Regions from separate parts of the Mus musculus genome. Here region 1 is linked to region 2. A link is a contact called in public Hi-C data. All regions are on one chromosome and are shown on one strand. Each heading gives the region's core, a stretch centred on a gene start, on an enhancer-like site or on the middle of the called end of the contact. The rest is flanking DNA. Distances are from core to core; before and after follow the strand shown.

What was found. Hi-C and Micro-C count contacts between places; a contact is called where the count stands out from the background.
Region 1: a Hi-C map of cerebral cortex shows a contact between it and region 2, with 2.1 times the contacts expected there. The contact joins two enhancer-like sites. A contact is called at or near these places in 2 of 484 Hi-C or Micro-C datasets (cerebral cortex and muscle stem cells) and 4 of 115 datasets of contacts at active chromatin or transcription factors (T-cell acute lymphoblastic leukemia, fibro-adipogenic progenitors, heart atrium and 1 more).

The regions. Positions count from the first base shown.
Region 1 is chr5:66,572,495-66,579,182 of GRCm38.p6, forward strand. All of the region lies in intron 1 of Apbb2 (amyloid beta (A4) precursor protein-binding, family B, member 2), which reads right to left. Among named protein-coding and RNA genes, the nearest start is that of Apbb2, 43 kb to the right of the region's middle. Within about 2 kb of position 4,002, at least 11 of the 459 cell types and tissues checked have an H3K27ac peak or open chromatin away from gene starts, as enhancers often do. A contact at or near this core is called in cerebral cortex, where this site is marked.
Region 2 is chr5:66,382,325-66,389,151 of GRCm38.p6, forward strand. The region is part of intron 9 of Apbb2 (amyloid beta (A4) precursor protein-binding, family B, member 2); the gene reads right to left. Among named protein-coding and RNA genes, the nearest start is that of Gm52775, 120 kb to the right of the region's middle. Within about 2 kb of position 3,512, at least 57 of the 459 cell types and tissues checked have an H3K27ac peak or open chromatin away from gene starts, as enhancers often do. A contact at or near this core is called in cerebral cortex, where this site is marked.

The DNA of each region.
Region 1 (6,688 bases), core at 2,752-5,251, 190 kb after region 2:
AATGAACGGCGCTGCTCCTTTTCACAGAGAGAAATCTACACTCATCATTACATCTTCACTGAGCTCTGCTGCCTGAATTTACGGCCCCTCTTTCAAAATCTTGGTGATTACCACTCCAAGGACATTCCGTCCTTTGCGCAAATCATCAGACACTCTGCTAACTGTCTGCGCAACAATTTCAACTGTAGCTGAGATTTCCTTTGCCAACTTGAGGAACTTAAAGTGCTTAAGTCTATAAACTAATAAAGCAAGACAAACTCTCACTAGCCCAAATAGCCCTTGCCCCTGGGGCTATTTTTAAACTCCTAGTCAAAGATTGGATCTGATTTATTTTTTAAAAGTAGAAGTTAGTTTAAAATGAGAGACTAAGATAACCCAATTGTTCCTGGTTTTTTGTTTTTGTTCTTTTCTTTTTTGGGGGGGTTGGTTGGTTGGTTTTTCCTTTTTTTCAAAGTATGTTTAGCTGCCCAAAGTAGAATCCATCTGAGGCACGGGGGAAAGGAAGAGATCAAATGCTAAACTGTCTCAGGAAATAACCGGATAGATTCTTACTGCCCAGGGAATAGACGGAAGAGTCCAAAACTCTGTCCATTCCTTAGCTAAAAGGAAAAGGGGGGTGGGGGGAGCACTTTAAGAGTAAGAAAGTATCTCCAATGAAATGGCCACATCCCAGTTGGCAGCTAGCTACAAAACCCAGCAGGACAGCAGAGATGAGAGAGGCACACTTCTTAGTCTTCACGACATTGGAAAAGGATGGCACACGAAGCAATTGCCTGAGAGTGTGTGGGGGTCCTAATTTATTAAGTTACACATGAACCTTCTGGGGGAGGCAGTGGCTTTCCTCAAAACAAAGAATTCTAAGCCAATCTCTGCCTAGCCCCGCTGCCAGGTTAGCTAGTCCTACAGAGAGACAGCCGCTACAAAGAAACAATGACGATGGTGTTTGAACAACTCATCCACTCCTGCTGAGCCTCATCTGAACATGGGCCTATTGTACCTGTGGGCCACAGATGGGAGCCAGTCTTTGAACTGTTACCAGCTGAATCAAGCACATCTACAAAGAGGGGCCAATTAGAAGTGTCTGCAGCCATCAGGCAGGAATGTCCCTCTAGTCCCGTCCCTCCCCACAGCAAACTCTCACCACTGACCTTGCAAGAGAGTGCCCATGAGGCAAACCATCACCTAGACAAGCCCCAAAGAACCATGTGACCCCAGTGAGAGTCAGGCAAGCTTGTCGATTGTATTATAAGAGATTAAAACTTAGTTTGTCAAATATAAACTAAAAGTATTAAAACTGGAAATCCACTTTTTTTTAGAGGAAAGATCCTCTAAACAAAACCATGACTGTGTAAGATAATCTACTGAAACTGGCTCCTAAGGAGGGTTGGAATCTAGTTTTTAGCACTTCCTTTTGGAGAAAAATTTTTAGAACAACCCGAGGTGAAACTGCTTTAAAATGCCATTTCACGTGGATTGCAACAGATGTCCCTTTCATTGTCCTCAGTGCCCTTTGTTCATTCTCTCCTGTGAGTGTTACTAAATTGAAACCCCAAACAGCCTATGTGTACACAGCACTGAACCCCAAGATGAGCTACCAACTACTGTACCACCCAGCAGTCAGGCTTAAAGAGCAAGAAGTAAACCCACTCACAAGAACAAGGTCATTGGTAGTAGGGTATGTGTTCAAAGTATGCATAAAGGCATTCAAGGGGGATAATCAGTTTTAAATACAACATTTTATTTAGCTGTAATGGAAATTTTAAAACTGTCAAGTGTCATAGTGATTTTTATGACTACACATTTTCAGTGGACATGAACAATTTTTATCTTTTTGCATTATATTGTGCTGCTTTCTATGAAAATTTTTTAATGAAACATAATTTTATCTGTTGTCTCTGAAATTAACTTTAAGACTGGGATTTCATTTTGTGTGCTTTTTATTTGTTTGGTTGTTTTTTTTTTTTCTTGTTAAAAAAAAAAATACATGTTCATGACAGATTGGAAATGAGGAAGATCCACTCGTGGGTTCGGAAGCAGAGACGTGCTCCTAGCAAGCAAGCCGCCCCCTTCCCTAGGGTCGGATGTGCTTGTACCTAAGGTAGATATGTCTCATGGTCTCATAATTCAATTGTATATCAGCACAGTACATTTTAGATAAAGACATAAAATGTTAGTTCAGGAAAATTAAGGCTTCTGAGGGGATTAAGTTGAACACTTGAATGATTTGGAATAACTCAATAAAACTGAACCATGGAAATAATTGACATTATATTCAGTGTGAGGCAGAGAGAGGCAACAAGAACTAAAAAAATCTAGGACTTTCCCATCAAGTAATTGCACAAGTATCTCAAGGTTCTTTTTCTATTGTTCTAGGAGTTGAAGTAGGACTTTGTGTCCTGTGTCCAATGGGCGTCCTACCACTGACACGTATCACCAGTCCTTTTTACTTATATTCTTTTATATTGAGCCAGGGTCCTTGAACTGGCTATGTTGCCCAGGCTGGCCTGGAGCTTACCTTCCTCTGCTTTAGCGTCCCAAGGACCTGGGATTGTTTACATGGTGCTTTGAAACCCCAAACTGAAGGTTAGCAGACTTTGCTTTGTCTTGGTTGTAGTTGTGCAAAAGTCAATATAGAAACCTCCTATCCTACCCGGGCCCTATCTCAGAAATCAGCAGAGGAGATATGAATATAAAATCTTAAAAAAATATACGTATTGTTTGGGTGAGTGTTTGACTGCATGTATCAATACATGCGTGCATATGGCATCTGCAGAGGCCAGAAGAGGGCATCAGGCCCCCTGGAACCGGAGTTCCAGATGGTCGTGGGTGCTCCTCGCCAAGAGCAGCAAGTGCTCTTAACAGCTGAGCCATCTCTCCGGCCCGAATGCGACATTTTTCACATCGCTCCACTTTGAATAAGTGATCGGCTGCTTGTCCTGGCAGTCCCAGACAAAAGTGCTCGTGTCGTAAATACAAAATTCTATATAGAATGTTCCAGAGACTCTGGCTCCCTAGCTCGCCAACTGAGACATAAGTGCTTAGGTGATTAAGACAAAGGCAAAATACAATGTCCGGGGGAGTCACAGCCATCAAGGAAGCAGAAGGAGTCCAAAAGGAGATCCTAACCAAATAAAGACAATTGTTTTCTCTGGTGAGTTGCAAGCTGGTGTCTCTTTCTTAGTAACAGTCTGCCCACAGCCCTCTGTCGTGGAGAATGTACGCGTTAGCAGTTAACAGCATTAAACAAACTGAAGTCAAGTCCTCAGCCGGGTGAACTCGGCCACAAAACAGAAAAACAGCACTTCCCAGGCAAAGCCCAAAGGTCCAAAAACAAAAATGTACTGGAAAAGTAATATACAAAAGGAGGTACCACAAGCCGGGCAGTGGTGGCGCATCCCAGCACTTGGGAGGCAGAGGCAGGCGGATTTCTGAGTTCGAGGCCAGCCTGATCTACAAAGTGAGTTCCAGGACAGCCAGAGCTACACAGAGAAACCCTGTCTTGAAAAACCAAAAAAAAAAAAAAAAAAGGAGGTACCACAAAGCATCTCTTACCATTGCTACTAAAAAAATAAAAATGTCAGTGGAATCCTAAGCCATAAACCAAACTGACCCAAAGTCATGCTTTAGCCTCCGACTGAATTTACATTTTTGTAGACTAGCCACACTGGCCCAGTGTTTAGGATTAAAATTTTTATTTAGTCTTGAGAAAAATAAGTCTAATGGGAAGTGTGCTGAGAGACATTAGCTCATAAAGGCTCATTTCCTAAAACATTCTGAACTGACCAAAACTAAAAAAAAGTACAAGAGAAAACAATGTAACCGAAATGGTTCTCTGTCAATTATACTGCACCTATGCAAATAGAATGAAAAGAATATAACACACACACCACACCACACACACACACACCTGTCCCTTATCCCTGCCCCTCCCCACCCCACTCCCACCCGCTCTCCTGCACACTCAGAAGCAACTAGCTGTGAAGGTCTGAGCAGATGGTACAGACACTGGGCAGATGCTCGGGAGCCGCTATCTGTCCTGGCGCTGGCGCTGGCTCTGCCTGAGGAAGGATGGAAACACCGGGCAATTAGAGAGATCCGGGAGGAGAGAGGAGTCCCTCATCCGAGAGCCAGCTGAAAAGCAAGAATTCCAGCACAGAGAACTCCAGTCTCTGCTATCAGCAGTACCACAGAGAGTTAACACTGCTCTCCTATAGAACTATATTACGTTAAACGGAGATCTAGGCCTAAAGTCTGGATGTATAAGACCTTGCATAGGGTCTCATTTCATTCCTCTTGAGGATCTCAAAACTGCTGTCAGGAAAGCTATCTACCTCCCTGAGTCCCTGTGGACTGGACTTTTCTTTATCAGTTAGCAGTTAACAGCATTCAACAAATTCAAGCAGAGCCCTCAGGGGGTGGAGGCAGCTACAACACAGAGAGAGCATCATCTTTCCAGGCAGAGCCCAAAGGTCAAAAGCAATCCTGTCAGATGCCAACCTCAGAATCACCCATCAACTAGGCAGTAACTGCAAACGCCCCCAAAGTCATCTCTGTAACTATTTTAAAAATAAGAATGAGGAGGAGGAGTCGTCGTCTTTGAATCACAGGACTTTGAGAAGCCTACACCCAGGCTCCTGGGTCTGTGTGACTCTTAATCCTTATGCATTATCTATAATAAAATCTCTACCTCTGCTTCATAAATTGGATAGTTCTGAAATTCTTCTCAGTGTCAAATTCCCTAGAACTTTCTAAGGGAACTCCTTGGGCTTCTTGGAAGTGTCATGAGGAAGCTACACCTTCTTTACCTGTACCCCCAAAATGTTTACATGACAATCATTAGTGCCAGGACCTCATGGAAGGAACTTGCCTCCTTTTGAGGCCCCCAAATATGAAATCGAGGAGTCAGTGCAGGCAAACACTAGACGGGACCCCTGCGCTAGATTAGACTCCCAGCCGACATTGAACTGAAGCTTTGCAGTCAATCAGAGATGTCTGCGGACAATCATGAGATCTGGCCTGTGAGCAGAGCCAAACACCACCTGACACCGCTGAGGGTTAGTTATCCTAGTTACAAAAGTCAGGAAAACACAGAGAGCCACGTAGCCCGTCAGAAAGGAAAAGGAACTTCACTACAAAATCCTTATGTCTTAAAATGGCTTTTCCTGCTGGACATGGTGGGCTCGCCTCTAATTCCAGCACTTGGGAGGTAGAGGGCAGGTGGATCTCTGTAAGTTTAAAGTCAGCCTGCTTTATATAGTGAGTTCCAGGCCAGGCAAGGCTACATAGGGAGAGCCCCTCCCCACCCGCAATTGCAAGAATTAATCCATTAAGATTTATAATTTTTTAAAACTTGGGTTTTTTTGTATACATTTTTTTAATATTTTTATTATTACGTATTTTCCTCAATTACATTTAGAATGCTATCCCAAAAGTCCCTCATACCCTCCCCCCCCCCACTCCCCTACCCACCCATTCCCATTTTTTGGCCCTGGCGTTCCCCTGTACTGGGGCATATAAAGTTTGTGTGTCCAATGGGCCTCTCTTTCCAGTGATGGCCGACTAGGCCATCTTTTGATACATATGCAGCTAGAATCAAGAGCCCCGGGGTACTGGTTTTGAAAGAAGAAGGAGGAGGAGAAGGAGGAGGAGGAGGAGGAGGAGGAGGAGGAGGAGGAGGAGGAGGAGGAGAGCATGCTCAGACAAACGGATTCACCTGGGCATCTTTGTCTTTGCTCTGAGAAGGTTAAATCCTTTGTGTTGGGAGAGAAAGTTGAAGGCTCAGTGAAGAACACACACTAAATCTATGTGTCTGGGCCCAGGCCCAGCCACATAGCATGGGAAGTTTCTGTTTCCTTATCTACAAATTAAGGGCAATGGGGTCTCAGTCTCACATGGGATTCTGTGCATGCCTGACGCAGTGAGCATGTCTCTGGAACACAAAAAAGCTTACATAGAGAAGTATTTGCTGAAATGATGTTCCCTAATGTTCTAAATAAAAACCATGTAAGTATGAAGACTCCCAAAAAGTCATAAAAATGTCAACATTGAACAATTAAACACAAACAAGTTGAACACCCCACCCCTGAAAAAAACCCCAAAATGTACAAATATGGATTCTGCTGCATTTCTTTATCTTGAATTTTTAGATTCAAAAGTATTCAAACAGTAAAGTCCATACAAACATTCCAAAATCTAAAAATCTCAAAAATCTGAAACACTTCTACTCCCTAGCATTTCAGAGAAGGGACAGTGAATATATAAAACATTTAAAAGTCTAAGGCTTTTCTTTTTTAATAACTATGAGAATAATTTCATTTACCTCTTTCCCCAGACTCCAATCCTCCATCTATCTATCCTGATAAATTAGTTTCCCTAAAGTGATTTGTGTTTAAGTCACTCCCTAGAAAAGACATGGGGATTTCCAGGAAAAACTTCAAAGCCCACAGTTGAGCTCTGGGCACACACACACTCACACACACACACACACACACACACGACTACAATGAGCCTCCCCGCCTTGTTGCTCCTCTTGAGGTTCTTAGGAAGGCTTACATGTCTACAGCAGAGTGATTACTAGATTCTATCTATCTTCTCCACTAGACTGACAGCCAGGAGCTCCGGTTGTATTTTACCTGACAGTATTACACCTATCACAGAGAGCGGCCCCTGCATGGGGGCTTCATCTTCT
Region 2 (6,827 bases), core at 2,262-4,761:
CTGTTTTCTTAAGTCACATGGTAAAATTCTAACTGCTTAAACCATCAGCTCAGGCTCAGAGACTGTGTGTATGTGACACCTTAGAGATGGCAGAGACTGGCTGGCCACAGCACTAGACTCAGCCTCACAATACCTCCAGGGGACTTTATCCTCATAATAGCTCAGACAGCTAATAGACACAAATGGCAAAACTGTTGGGAACTGTCACAACTGCCTGTTTTCTAGGAAGGACTCAGGAGATAGTACTATTTTATGTTGTCTCTAGACATAGCCTATCGGTCTCCATGCTAATGCTGTGACGACTCCAGGTTAAGATCAGTGTCTCTTCATTTTTTTTTTTTTTTTTTACGATTTATTTATTTTATTTATGTGAGTGCATTGTAGCTATCTTCAGACACACCAGAAGAGGGCATCAGATCTCATTACAGATGGTTGTGAGCCACCATGTGGTTGCTGGGATTTGAACTCAGGACCTTCAGAAGAGGAGTCAGTGCTCTTAACCGCTGAGCCATCTCTCCAGCTCCCCCCCCTTTTTTTAAAGATTTAATTATTTATTATAGGAGTATACTGTAGCTGTCTTCAGACACTCAAGAAGTGGGAGTCAGATCTCATTACAGATGGTTGTGAGCCACCATGTGGTTGCTGGGAATTGAACTCAGGACCTTCGGAAGAGCAGTCAGTGCTCTTAACCACTGAGCCATCTCTCCAGCCCCACTTCATTTTATAGATGAGAAAGCTGGAGAAGTCTCAAGAAGTTAAGCATCTTGCTCAAAGTCACACAGAGTGCCGTAAGCCAATCAGACTGGGGCTAGAACTTAGCTATTCCAGCTCCTACTTCACTTCCTTTCTCTTAGACAGTGTAGAAATCCTGTCCGTATTTCCCCTGCCCCTCTTGCCACACACACATAAACCCATCCCCACCCTCTGGCAACACAATATCACCATATAGTCCTAGTTTGCCTAGAATTTTCTATATAGACTACGTATGGCTGTAACTGAGAGAATGCACCTCGTGGGCTTATGGGAAAGCAAAGCAGGCGAGACTCATGGCTGTGCCAAGAGCAGAGGGGAGGTGAAGCAAGGTTTACCTGGAGATCTGTTTAGGAATCTGTTGGCTCAATGGGCGGCCATGTTTTTAATAAAGAAGTCTTTCATCTAAGGCAGTGGTTCTCAGCCTTCCTGATGCTGTCACCCTTTGATACAGTTCCTCAGGTTGTGGCGACCCCAATCATAAAGCTATTTTTGTTGCTATTCCATAACTATAATTTTGCTACTGTTCTGAATCATAATGTAAATATCTACTTTTAGTTGTTTTCTTTTCCCCCTGGTGGTGTTAGGTGACCCACAGGCTGAGAATCACAGACCCAAGGGTCTCTCAAAGTCAACTGAAATATCAGTGTTTGAGTTTCGTGAACAGATCTCTTGGTTAATTCCAGCTGCATGGTAACTGTCTATAGCAGCTACTTTTGGCCTGCTGTGACCACCGTACCTAACACAAATAACTTAAGAAGTTTATTTTGGCCTGTGGGTTCAGAGACTTTAGTGCTTGGGGGAGGGAGTATATGGCTGAGAGAGCATGTGGCAGGCACTCCTCACAGGGCCAACAGGAAGCAGAAAGAACAGGGTGGGAACCGAGGGCTGGGCTGCAACCATCACAGGTCCTGTCTAAGTGACCTACGTCCACCAGGCAGTCTTCGCCTCCCAATGACCCCCTCAGCCTACCATCATGGACGGTGGTAATGGTGGTCATACTTAGCTCATTTCACACTCTCCACAAATGGAGAAAAACATGGGCCTGTCAGGGACACTTCAGATCGGATCCCTAACCCTGTCACTGTGAAATGATGCCATTATGGCTTCTTACATAGCACCAGGCTTTCCTCCTGAGCCTGACAGGTCACGTGCCAACATATACACACTTGACACTGAATAAGCGAATGCCCAGTGGCCAGCTGCTGCAGACAACAGCTGAAAGCCCTCACTCCTGGTGCCAGTACAGAGGTGGAAATTATAGAAGCCAGCCAGCTGCTGATATGATCTCCTTACAGAGTCCTGAGCTGGAGGCAGAGGGAGCGCTGAGGCCCTGTTCTTCACGGCTGGGCTGAAGAGCCTCAGACTCAGGACCTTTTAAAAAGGAGTGTGGGGCTGTAGGGAGGGAGAAATGGCTTAGGTAGAAACAGCCTGGCAATGGACTCATTCTCCTTGTCCTATAAAAGAACCATCAATTTATTAACTGCAAATAAACAAGAAATGTCTTCATTACGACTAAAACACCGTTACCTGGCAACCAGCCCGAGGAAACAGAGCTGGAGACATGTTGCATCTTTTGTGGGGAGCTATGGAAAGACATCTGCATTCTGGAGACCCTCCCTGAAGAGCCCAGCCCTGCTGGACGAGTGAATTACTTTTGTATCTAAGCAGGCTGTGAATGTCTCAGAGTGTCCATCACCCAAAGTTCCTTTCCAGAATCCTATGGGGCCAGGTTCGAGCACCTGCTGGTCCACTCTCTGCATAGCCACCCATGCACTGTTAACAGCTATGACTCACTCTGACTCCTACAGAGCTCCTACAGGGAAGAGGACAAGACTTGCCTGTCCTTTAGTTAGCCTATTCAGGGCATCTACCACCAGGCCCAGCCACTAATTGTTGATAATGACATCTCTTGTCCCAGCAGCATCCTTTAAAATTCAGAGACTCACAGCAGCCGGTTCCCGGGTGACTCACTTGGACAAGTGACCAGAAATTAACTGGGGGGAAAGAAGCCGGGCTTCTGCCAGGACTTCAGTATTATGCTCAGCCATGTTGGCAAATAAAGGAAAGGAAACAGCTTTAGAAATACAAAACTCTGTCCCCTGGGCTGAGAGGGGAATAAGTTCTAGCCAATGATGCACATGTCAGCCCTGCTGTGGGCTGGGGGAGTTGGGAGTGAGGGTGGGGGAGGTGGAACACACCATGCAGGGTTAAGCTGGGCAGCCAGGCTTTGTGCCTTGGTATTCTGTGGCCAACTACACCCAAGCAGAACACTGGGCTCTTCCTTCCTAGGGACGAGAAAAGATCTTACTATTCCCTCCATGAATTCCCACCCTGAAGCCATGCCTCGGTGGCTCTATCTTATTCCCAGGACTTGGCACATTTGCCCCGGGTTCGGGGCCTGGCTTCTTGACTGAGTCACGCAGATACGCACTCCCCTTGACAAAGGGCATTCTCTTTGACTGGCTGATGCCAGGGATGGTTTCTCTCTCTCTCAGAACTGGCTGCAATAAAGCTTTCCATACACTTCCTGTTCTGTGACCTTGCTCAGCTCTCAAGAGTCCATTTCTCTACCTCCTGAATTAGTCGAGTTCTGTTTTGACTAATAGAAGATAGTGGTACCATTTCCAAGAAAAGCCTGCTCTCACCTGGTAGCTTTGGCTTCCTGTCTTTCCTGCCCAGTGAACTGTACTGCTAAAAGCCCAAGCAACACAGAGTGGGCCCTGGAGGATGAGTCCGGGGAAGGGCTGCTCTAGATGCAGATCTTCCAGGTCCTGCTGCCTACTAGTGGATCACAGAGGAACTGCACTGCTGTGTGGCTGAATTCTGCACAAACTCCCAAACTCCAAGTCATGAGGAAAATGAAACTGTTTCCAGTTACCAAGTTCTGGAGCAGTTTATTATGTAATACAGAGGACGAGATCCCAAAGCCACACAGTAAATAAGAAGCAAATCTTGAGCGGGCCAGGTCCAGCCAGAGTCTTAGCCATCACACTGAATGCTAAGTATGTTTGCTCCCTTGGCATTAATCATTTTACAAATGTTTTCTTTCTTTCTTTTTTCCCCCACCCAGAGAATGAATCAACCATGCAAATCAAATCCAAGAGTTTCTCATAGTTCAGAATTTCTGAAGAAAACAAAGTCGTTTTCAATGGCACGGACTACTACACGCAGCTATAACATCCCACAGAAATGCGAAGGCATGAAAGTGCATTTGTTGCAGATCAGAAACAGATCTGAATGAGAGAAGACGCTCCCTGCGATTTCCTGTTTATCTCTTAGGGTTAATCTAGTGAATTGCTAGCTAATAGAATTACTTCATGGAAATTTATGCTAATAGGAACCAAGGGAAGGCTCGGATAAATAAATCTCAAGAGGAATATTAGAACCTTGCACTCCTATCCCGTTTGCTGGAGAGTTACGCTGTCAAGCATACCCAGCCCCGACTAGCCTCACTCCTTCCTTCCTTTCTCCATGTGGGGCTGGGTGTAGCAAGAACAGAACAAGAAAAGCCCTCATAAGATCCAGTGCCTGGATAATAAAATGGCTGAGCGGACCAGGCACTAACTGCAAACGGACATAAGCAATGGAAAGTACTGCAGTGATGAACTATGCTTATGTCCCTGCAGAAGACACCGCAAAATCATGTCTTATTTTGATATAAGTTTCAAACCCAACAGTGTCACCTACTCAGTGTTCTCTGTAGGCCTGTTGCATCTGCATCTGTGTGGCTCCTGGACTCATTAATGTGAGCCTTTGTCCTCAGCAGTGTGACGATCATATCAACCTTGCCAAGGCCAGCATGCCACAAAGCACTGGGCCATAGGAGTCCAGAAGAATCCATCTTTAGGCAATGACCTCCCAGTTCCAGAACTCACACCCACCCTTGGCAACTCTGCTACCTTAACCCCATCTAGATAGACAGCCAAAGCGACCTTAAGCCTGGGGAAACAGTGGCTTGGAACAAGAGGTTTGGGAGTCATGTGCACAGGGTTGAAGACTTCTTATTTCCACCAGCTACCAGATGAGCACACTGTGAGATGAGATGGGTCATTCGAGCTATTCTAAGCATCGCTTTCTCATCTATAGTGTGAGGAACTCATGCATTTGCGGGACAAGTCCATGAGCAGAGTGTAGGGCCCGTGAAAGGGCAGCCAGGACTATAGCATCCCTTTCTAGACATAACCAATTCATCTCTAGTTGCTGTGGATTAGGGCTGCTCCATTTCATAGGCAATCTTATAACTCCTCAGAATCAGACGGGGCTTCTAATATGAGGCGTGCTTATCTCACAGATGAGGAATCTGAGACCCAAAGGATTGGATGCTTCCGACAACACAATCACGTTTCCTTTCTTTTGAGTTCAAAGAGCAATGCCCCCAAAGCTACTCCTCACAAATGCCACGAAAATGATTTGGTATAGTAGCATCTGGTGGCTGGAGGCTCGGGAGACCCACGCTAAATGCTGTCTTCGCCACTCATTGTAGAACCCTCGAACTCACTTAAAAAAAATCTTTAAAACCACTTAAATTTTAAATTCAATGATTCTAAAGGAAATGTAGCCATTTTCTCTAAAGGCATAAATCCCAATATTTTCCAGCAGGTGGCACAAAATCCCCTCTACAGAAACCCGAGCAGTTAACAACAAAGGATGGGAAAGAATTGGTGTGTTATTTTTCAGAGCGTTAACTTTTCTCCAATTTGATTTTATTGTGGTGTTAATAATGCATTTGGTGAGCAATGCACCATACACCATGGAAGGACTAAACTCCGATTTCACAGCAAGAAAGCAGAGCAGGCGGGCCCAGGGGAGCCTGAGTATTGAGGTCTGTTAGAGCTTCCTACCGGGCCACCAAAGTACAAGGAGTCATTCTGTCATTATCTGTGAAAGGCCTAGGTGTGGAGGGATATTTAAAACATTTTCTTCGCTGATAAAAGTCACCGAAGAGAGAAAGAAATAATTGGAAAGAGTTATTTAAGAGCATCATGGCAGACAGTTCTTCATGTATAGAGACCTCTAGGGATGAAAGCTAAGTGGCTTTGTGGATTATATCCAAGAACAGAGAGGGGACAGTATAAGAAAACCTGAACATCAGAAAGAAATGATTACCTAAGAGCTTTAATCATTCCATAAGAAATGCCCCACTAGCGGAGTGCACACTTGGCATGTTTGCGACTGTGCGCTGAATCTCTAACACAGGAAGGGAGGGAGGCAGGGAGCTGAAGGGAGATGAGAAATGTAACACTAGCAAGTAATAGTTCGTATGCTATAAAACTAAGACAAATAAATAAAAAACTGGCAAAGCCTGGGGTGACCTGGGATGTGGGTGAGAAACGGGGTCTATAATATTACTGACTGTAATATGGAGCTGTATGTTACCGTAGGCTTATTGAAAGCCATTTCACAGTAAGTGACAGAGCCATTAGACTGATGGCCTTTGACCTGGCAATGTTGGTTCTAGCAACCTCTGCCAGAGCAGTAATTGGAAAGGGAAAACAGTCACACATTTTGAGGAAGCTGCATCTCTGCTCTGTAGTGTTTTGAACAAGCCCAATGGTCCCACTGCCTAAATGAGGGTTGGAGGATGCTGCTGCTAATTAAACAGCAACAAAGGGCGGCAATGATGAAACTAACACGGACAAACCTGAGAGCTGCTCCCAGGGATATATGAAATAACTTCCAAAGTACTCCTTACCTGCACAGAGAACCCTTGGATGTCAGGGCAGAGGAAGGATATTAGTGAGAGACTGACTGCTTACGGGTGCTATAATTACGAAGACGTTAATATTAACTGAAGCAGCGTGAAGGGCATGTGGGGACTGAAGCTGGGGGTCTTTTCAGTGAACCCATAATGATTTTAAAATAATAAGAATTATGTATGAGCCCACACACAGATCACCACCGATCATAAAACGTATTTAATGTCTGAAACAATAGGAAGGCTCAAAACCGTTTATGCATTATAAATATACTCTGCCCTTTTGGGGCATTGTGCACGTGTGGCCATGTGTGTGTTTGTGTGCACGCTACCATCTCTGGGTACAGGGTTCAGCGGGCAACTGATCTTCAAGATTCAT